Linked DNA regions of Mus musculus: all the other regions are linked to region 1. Evidence: chromatin contacts called from public promoter capture Hi-C data. All regions are on one chromosome and are shown on one strand. Each heading gives the region's core, a stretch centred on a gene start, on an enhancer-like site or on the middle of the called end of the contact. The rest is flanking DNA. Distances are from core to core; before and after follow the strand shown. Region 1 holds the start of Dcun1d4 (DCN1, defective in cullin neddylation 1, domain containing 4 (S. cerevisiae)). Region 2 holds the start of Clock (circadian locomotor output cycles kaput). Region 3 holds the start of Srd5a3 (steroid 5 alpha-reductase 3).

Region 1 (2,514 bases), core at 8-2,507:
ACGGACCGCCGGGGACCCCGACAACCTCTTACGCCAATTCCTCCACCCCGCTTCCAGGACCCCTGCGGGTCGAGTCAGCTCGCAGACAGCGGCCTCCCGGTCCTGTAACCCCAGCCCGCGCTGACCTCGCTCCCCGTTGCTCGCCGAACGCGGAGGCTACTGCCAGCCTCGGGACACCTCCCGGGTACCCGGCCCCGCCCCCTCTCCTCAGTGCACCCCGAGGCTCAATGGTGGTCCCCTCCTAGGCTGGAACCGGGCCTCTCCAGGGAGGAGGCGCCTCCCCCAATGGACAGTCCAACGCTCCCCACCCCGCCCCAAGAGCACCGTACCCGAAGATGACAGCCCTCCCAGTCCCCGCTTCTCCCCACCTACTCTTCCTCCTAACTCACTCCGCACACCCTCCCCGACCCCTGTCCCAGCCCCCAAACTGCACAGCAGTCCTATCCGCCATCCACTCCTCCGGGGACCGCCTGTCCCAACACCTGCCCCCCAAGCCCTCTCCCCACTCCCGACCGCCGTCCCGCACACCGGACTCCACAACTCTCCCATCCCACCGCGGCGTCTCCCACTCCATGGCCCCCGTTACATCACCCCCCATCCCCTCACCGGCCCGGCCGCTGCCCCAGCTCCCCACCCATTGTTCCCGCCCCCGCCCCCAGCCCTCCTTCCCATTGTCCCCGCCCCCTCTCCCCTCGCACTCCCCCGCCTTCCCCGGTAGACCGTACGGCTCGGGCCCCGCAAGCCTCACCCTGTACTCGGACCGCAGGCCCTCTCCCTGCCCGCTCGTACCACCCCCGACCCCAGCTGCCAGCGCCCGCCGCCGTCTCCACCTCCGTGCACCACCGACTCTCGGCCCCCGGCCTTCCAGAATGTCCCCCCTCCCCCAACCGCGGAAAGCCAGCCAGTCCCCACCCCCTCCCCGCCGCCCCTGCCCCCGCCCCAGCCGCCCGCAGCGTCACGGCCCTCGGACTCCAGGAGGGGTTCAACCCGCTCCCGGGCCAGGGACTCCAGCGCGATCGGAACCGGAGAAGTGGAGAAGGGAGCGCAGGAGCGGACGCGGTGTGCGGGCCCGCTGGCTCTGTGCTACTCACTGACAGCTGCAGCATCCGAGTGCATTTTCGGGCAGCTCACACCCGCCTGCCGCCCGGGCTCCCGCGCTCCACTCGCGGTCCCCCTACCGACTCCCCAAACCTTAGCTCGCAACAGAGGACCGCCGGCTTCTTCTCCGGCCCGCCCATCCCGCCCTTCTCATTGGCTAGACCCCAGCCGGGGGACCGCCCCTCTTCGGCTCTCATTTGACCGAAGAAGTGCTGGTTGCGCCGCCTGCAGCTGGCAAGGAGGCCCCGCCCCCTAGACTGCAACGTGATTGGCCCCGGCGTCTCGCCTCCGACCGCCCCTGGTGGAGGCCACTGTTCGGAGCCGCAGGTTGGACCCAACGGCTGTCAGTCATTCAGGGGTCCGAAAGCGCGTGGAGGGGCGAGACTGGGGAATTGGTCCACCTTGACCCTGAAGCCCCGCCCTGTGGCGGGCGGATCCTGGAGCGGGAGACCAACCGAGAGCCCAGCCGAGAACCTGGGTTAAGCATCCGAAACAAAGCAGCCTGAGGGACCTAGAGCCAAGCTCCAGCCCACAGGGACTGGTGTTCCCTGGGAGGCCATCGGCCAGATCCCGCTACTGCCCGCGCCCGGGTCCCGCCGGTTCTCCTCAATCGTTTCCCATTGCGGAAAATTAGAAGAAGAAAAATATCTCCGCTTTCCTCCCCTTTATGCCACAACCTTTCTGTCCTCAACTTTGGAAATGCGCCTCTTTTTCAGAGTCAATTATTCAGAGTCATGCGTTACTTGCGCCAAAGGTTTCGAATGCTTCAGGCATTGAACGTCAGACACCTCTGCGGTCCCCAGACAGCGAGAGAAAAACCTAGTGCCACATTAGGCTCTGGGGTCAGCCTGACACCAAGATAAGCCAGGTCCCCTGACTATAAAAGTCTAAGAAACATAAGTCGAACCTGGCCAAACCGCTGTTTAGCAGAGGGAAGCGTTAATGGGGTTGTGATTGTTAAGTGTCCTAAATACTGCTTTTGTTGTTTCTTGGAGTTTTTCAGTACTTGAAAACCAGTTCTCCACAATCACAGGTAATGCAATAACGCTGAGATGTGCGAGGGTGGGCGCCCCGCCCCCACCGCAAACACACACTCCATGTCCAAACCTCGCTTGCCCCAACCACAGCCTGGACAGCCTGTAGATTCCGCCACACGCACTGGATGATATGACCAAAGATAACAAAGGGGTCCTGCGTTAGGATTCTGAATTCTACAGCCCAGGCTCTTGAGTTGTAGAGTTCTGAAATCCGGACAAATGTTACAAGCGCAAAACAGCTTACAGTCCTTGTTATCTACATCACTGTGTTTGTTACTGTGATATGTTCCATCTCATCGCCCTCTATTTCTCTGTAATTAAATTGAATCCCAATAACGCAATCTTTCATATTTGTCATTCAAATGCATATGATTCACTT
Region 2 (2,514 bases), core at 9-2,508, 2.8 Mb before region 1:
GCTCATGCATCTAGGCTATATCACCATGTTTTAATCTGTTTTCTGGTTTTTCCCTTCGTGGTGCCTGCTCTTTCATTAGTCACACAAGAAAAGATTATTTTCTTTCAGTATCAGGTTCACTGGGAAACAATCTTCTTGGCAGTAATTGCCAGCCTGAGACAGAGAACCCAAGGTTTCCTCCTCCACAGTGTCCTGCCTGGACCACAAGGACAGAGTGGAGAATGGGTGGGTTCAAAGGACGTGAACCTAAGCGAGCAGCAGATGGATTAGGACAGCAGAAACTGTGCCTTTCGATGGCGAAACGGTACAAAGACTGCCAAGGAAAGATTCTCCTGGCAGGGTTCTGGCTACGTAGCCAGGAATTTGAGGATTCTCCTCCTAGTTCACATTGCTGGGGGGGGGGGGGGGGGATCGCAGCTAATTCCTAGTTTTGAAGTTGGTTTTTTTTTTTTTTCTTTCCTGAATATACACCAAGAACTTAATTCTTATTGAGACAAACATTACCTTGTAGACAGGATTTTTGGAGCTAAAGAGTATAGGTTTATTTATTGCCTTCTGTTTGCTGTACGAGTTGATTTTTAAAAGAAATTGCTATGAATTAGCTTCTTTCCCAGTAATTCGGGTGCAGTAGCTAAGAAACCAGTGTAAACTAGGGTCCTGGTTCATCCGTAGCGCCATGCTCATCTTTTGCAGTGCCTCCTGCCTTTTCATAAAAGGAGCAAACACATCCCGACCTTTTGCTTCCCTGGCTACAGCCGAGGTCACTTGGGTCGTCCAGGTCCATCTCGGGGAGCAGCCAGCCTAGCGTGTCTCTAGGAGCCGGGAAACCGAGTCCCAGGCATCCCACGAACCTCCAGGAGAGGAAACCGAGCACTGGGCTGGAGAAGTCTAACTTGGCGTAGGCCAAGCTCTCTGCTTTCCCGGGGACAGAGGCACCATTCCAGGCGGCGGCTCCCACTGGTTGGGAGCGCCGCATCCCGGGGAACCGCGAGCCGCCCAGGGCGCTGCGGGCGGCCGCACCCTCCGCTAGGCCCCGCCTCCCGGCCTGCGAAGGGAAGGGGGCCTCGGGGCATCCCGGCTTCCCTCGGCGGCCGTGGAACGAGCTCACGCCGGCCTGCAAGAGTGGGATTTCCTCGGGTGCCCGGGATCCCCAGGCGCGGCTTCGGGGCTGCCTAACGGGGAAAGTCGCATGCGCGCCCGGCGCGCTGAGGGAAGGCGGCCGCGAGGGGAGGGGCGAGTGCAGAGCCTGGCCGGCCGCGGAGCCCCGCGCCCACGACGCATGCGCCGGGAGGCAGCGCAATCACGGACTCGGCTGGCGGCTACCGGCTGGAGAGAGGAAACCCCGGACGGCGAGAGCGCGAAGGAAATCTGGCCGCCGCCGCGCACGCGCTCCCGGTGAGTGCGCCCCACCGGGTGGGCCTCGGCCCGGCGCGCGGCGGGCGGCTGGCCTGGGTGGCGCATGCGTGCTCCCGGGTTCCGTGGAGGAGGGGAAGGCCGGGAGGGGGAGGAGCGCGGCGGTAGCGGTGAATTTTGAGGGGTGGGTCGGGGGCGCGCACTCGCCGCCCCTGGTGCTGCCGGCTCCCGGAGCCGTGGCGTGTCCCGGCTGTCGCCGCTCGGCTGTCGCGAGCCGCCGCGGGCAGAGTCCCGGGCGGGGGAGGGAGGAAGCCGGAGCCTCAGGCACGGTGAGGACGCGGGAGGGCGCGGGGGGCAGTGTGTGGGACCGGGGCAGGGAACAGGGCGCGGGGCGCCAAGGGGGTGCGGGCCAGGCCGGGAGGCAGGAGCTGCGGCCGGGGTCCGGGGACGCGGAGAGCGCGGAGCTCTGGAGAGTCGCGCTCAGCCGGGCCTGCGCCAAGTGTCCCGGGGCCGCTGGGGGTTACCTGCAGGGCAGGGGGGCGCGGTGGGTCCCGCGGGCCCCGGGGGTTCCGGGGCCGCGTCGCGCTTGAGACTGGGCGCGGGGTTAGCGCGGGGCAGGCCGAGTCGGCCGCCGAGAGCGCTCGCGCCCGGGACCCGCTAGGCCTTGTGACCCACTTTATTCCTGTCACCACTCGGGCACGTTTGGAGCGGCGCCCAATGGGGCGCTGGGGCGGCCAGCTCCTCCGCGGAGCCCCCGCCCTCGCGGCGGCCGGCGCGCGCCGGGATCCGCAGTCCGAGCGGCGGCCGCCGCCGCCCAGGGCTGGTTCCGTTAATGGTCCTGGTTCCGGGGCTCGGGCCGCGGGCTGCTCTGGGCCCCGGGTGTCCGACTCGAGTCGCGTGCGCCGCGCCGGGCCGCGCTCTGCCTGTGGGGCTGGCCGTCCTGGATGTGGTCCTGGCTGTCCCGGTACCGGGAGTAGCGCCACGAAGTTTGTATCTTTGTGGGGTGTTTTCTGCCGCTGTGGAAGTCCGAGGTAGTCAGCAGAATCCTGAAAGATGAAGGAAGAGCTTTGGCCTCTGACCTGACAGATGACAGATCAGGCCGTGGTGTTTTGATATTGCAATGCCGAACCACACACTGCATGAAGCCTTTCTAGATGCTTT
Region 3 (2,514 bases), core at 10-2,509, 2.6 Mb before region 1:
ATAAGTGATTTTTAAGTGTGCTTTGAACTCTGGGGACACTAGAACCTCTCTCAAAAGTCAGAAAATAAATTGCTATATAGCATAAGGGATATAGGCCAATCAAACCCGAGGATAAGAGGACGGTAGGATGGTCTTAAAATTGGGCCTCTAAGGAAGAGTTCTTCCGGGTCTTAATCTCTTTACCATTCATTCTTCACAATGACATGGTACTCTGCTCTCACACTAACCCCCTGAAAGACCCCCTCCAACAGTCAGGACATAGCTGGGGCCAGTTGATAGCCCCACCGCCATCTGCAGAGGTGGGCAACGGCTACAGATTTCTAAAGCAATCTAGATGAATCCGTCAGAACCCATCACATTCCTTCCAATTCAATTCTAAATGCAAATGCGTGATGAATTTCATAAAAAAAAATGACACAGCTTTATTATCTAGAATACTGTGTTAAGATGACTTCTCCATCTACATACTGAATTCATCGTGGAGTTAAAAAAAAAAAAAAAAGAAAGAAAGAAAGAAAAGGAAAGGAAAGCCATGTGGCGGGTCTCACATATTCTCAGCGGAGTCCATATGTACCCCGGAAGATTTTAGTATTTCACAACTTGGTTACTGAGCCTTCCGGGATGGGTTGGGGCAGGGCATACTGGGCTAGTTTGCCAGAGCACCTGTGGAGATGCAGGTTAGTGATGTCTGCACAGCCCCAGGGGAGCACACTCTGGACTTCTTTCTTGACTGTGACAGATCGGGCTGAGAACTGCGGAAATCGAGGAAGAACTTGCCTCCAAGTCCATGAATTTCCACGACCTCAAGTTCTGGGGAGGGGAAGCGGAAAACTGGGGGTAAAGAAGTCAGGGCGGCTCCCTGGGGGCCGGGCCAACTTGAGATGCTCTGTCATTTCCGGGGACGGCTCGGGGACAGCCCCTGGCTCACGTGCCTGCGCCGCCTCTGTTGCCCCCTGCCGGGCGCGCCCCGCCACCGACGTTACCTCTTGGGGACATCGAAGGCCCTGCAGACGGCGGGGCGCCGCGAGCCGGACTGCTTGGTCTTCCCGTAGCGGAGCAGGTCCTGGAAGAGCGCGCAGCTCGGCAGCAGCCTGGCGGGCGCCAGCTGCAGCAGCAGCGCGAACAGGAAGGCGGCGGCCAGCGCCAGCCACAGCGTCCGCAGGGGGTTCAGGGCCGAGAGCTCAAACCCGGCCCACCCAGCCATAGCCCGGGAGCCGGCTACAGATGCGCGCCGCCGCGCCGCCCTCCTTCTCTCACCCCCTCCCTCCCTCCCGCCTCGGCGGCGCGCTTGGCGGTGACGCGGCTCCTGGGCGGGACGCGCGGCCCCGCCCCTGGCTAGGCGCTCAGGAGCTGGGTTGTGCTCCTGCTCACCTGGTTTGAGCAGGCTGCGCTTTAGACTTGTACTGCCTCTAATCTAATTCCGAGATGCAACTCCAACTTGAAGTTCTGCAGGAGCATGCGAGACCACGTGCTACAGTCCAAGTCTTGTAGAGATACGTTACACCTATTTATTAAGTGGAGTGGAGCTATGCCAAGAGGTGTGGGTGGGAGCCCAAGACAGCTTGGGGGGAATTGGTTCTCTCCTTCCACCATGTGGCGCTTCGGGGATCCTATTCTAGAGGTCAGGTTCTCACCAGCCTGTGTAAGTTTCTATAAACTTTGACTGCGGGATTACTGCTGCGAAAAAGTGTGAAGAGAAATTTTGGTTGAAGTACAGGCTGAATTCTTGGCTGGGTCCCTAGAGGGGGCCCCCAGGAGTCAAGATGCGAAGGATCTTAATACCACGCTGGTCTACCAGAAGCACCAGATTCATTAGCATACTCCAGATGGGGATCGCTGTAAATTCAGGGATGACCTCTGGAAAGACCTCGGTGAGGGAATTCTACACTTTGTCAACTGTAGGCTGGAGCTGCTCCGGCAAACTCTGGATTTTGGAGTGGAAAAGCAGAGTAATGCCCTCAATGGACCTACGTTTTTCACCCATCTGCTCCATGGACAAAGTGTTTAACTAGCTGTGTCTGCTGCCTTTATGGCTAGGAATGAAAAGATTTGGAAGACCTTTATGCACTCATTGGCTCGAGTCCATGGGGCAGTGGGGGTGAGGGGGAAGGCAAGGTATGAGACAGCAAATCTCCAAAAACCTCCCTCCACGGATCTGGCTCAGATGCTGTCTTTCAGGCATCAGTGGAAAACACCATCACGTGTTAGATGAAGGCCTGGTTCCCTGTTGACAGCTGCTTAGTGGTATTTCAGGCTATCGGGTCCTTGAGTAATGCAGGCTACTCAGAAAGGAGGAAGCAAATGGGATCCAATTGTGTACCCCTATAATACAAGTCTTTATCACAGCCTTGCTTTCAACAGAAAAATGACTACACCCCTAAATCTGCCTTGATGCGTTTAGCCAAATTATGGTACACTCCCATTTTCTCTCTTAAAAAAAAAAAAGAAAAGATTACAGAGTGGGGGAAAAAAAGAATACTTTTATTTATAGATTGTATGTGTGTGTGTATGTGT

The links. Promoter capture Hi-C pulls out the DNA fragments that hold promoters and counts their contacts.
Region 2: a promoter capture Hi-C map of liver shows a contact between it and region 1, with 3 times the contacts expected there. The contact joins the promoter of Clock here to the promoter of Dcun1d4 in region 1. A contact is called at or near these places in 2 of 39 promoter capture datasets (both in liver).
Region 3: a promoter capture Hi-C map of liver shows a contact between it and region 1, with 2.9 times the contacts expected there. The contact joins the promoter of Srd5a3 here to the promoter of Dcun1d4 in region 1. A contact is called at or near these places in 3 of 39 promoter capture datasets (the 3T3-L1 cell line, hippocampal neurons and liver).

Annotation. Positions count from the first base shown.
Region 1 is chr5:73,489,769-73,492,282 of GRCm38.p6, reverse strand. It overlaps Dcun1d4 (DCN1, defective in cullin neddylation 1, domain containing 4 (S. cerevisiae)), which reads right to left and starts at 1,257. Exons shown (of 11, transcript NM_178896.5): 1 at 1,092-1,257. The coding sequence starts at 1,116.
Region 2 is chr5:76,303,536-76,306,049 of GRCm38.p6, reverse strand. It overlaps Clock (circadian locomotor output cycles kaput), which reads left to right and starts at 1,258. Exons shown (of 23, transcript NM_001289826.1): 1 at 1,258-1,395. Gm7467 (predicted gene 7467) reads right to left here and starts at 1,174. Exons shown (of 1, transcript NR_152171.1): 1 at 523-1,174.
Region 3 is chr5:76,139,018-76,141,531 of GRCm38.p6, reverse strand. Srd5a3 (steroid 5 alpha-reductase 3) reads right to left here and starts at 1,259. Exons shown (of 6, transcript NM_020611.4): 1 at 984-1,259. The coding sequence starts at 1,204.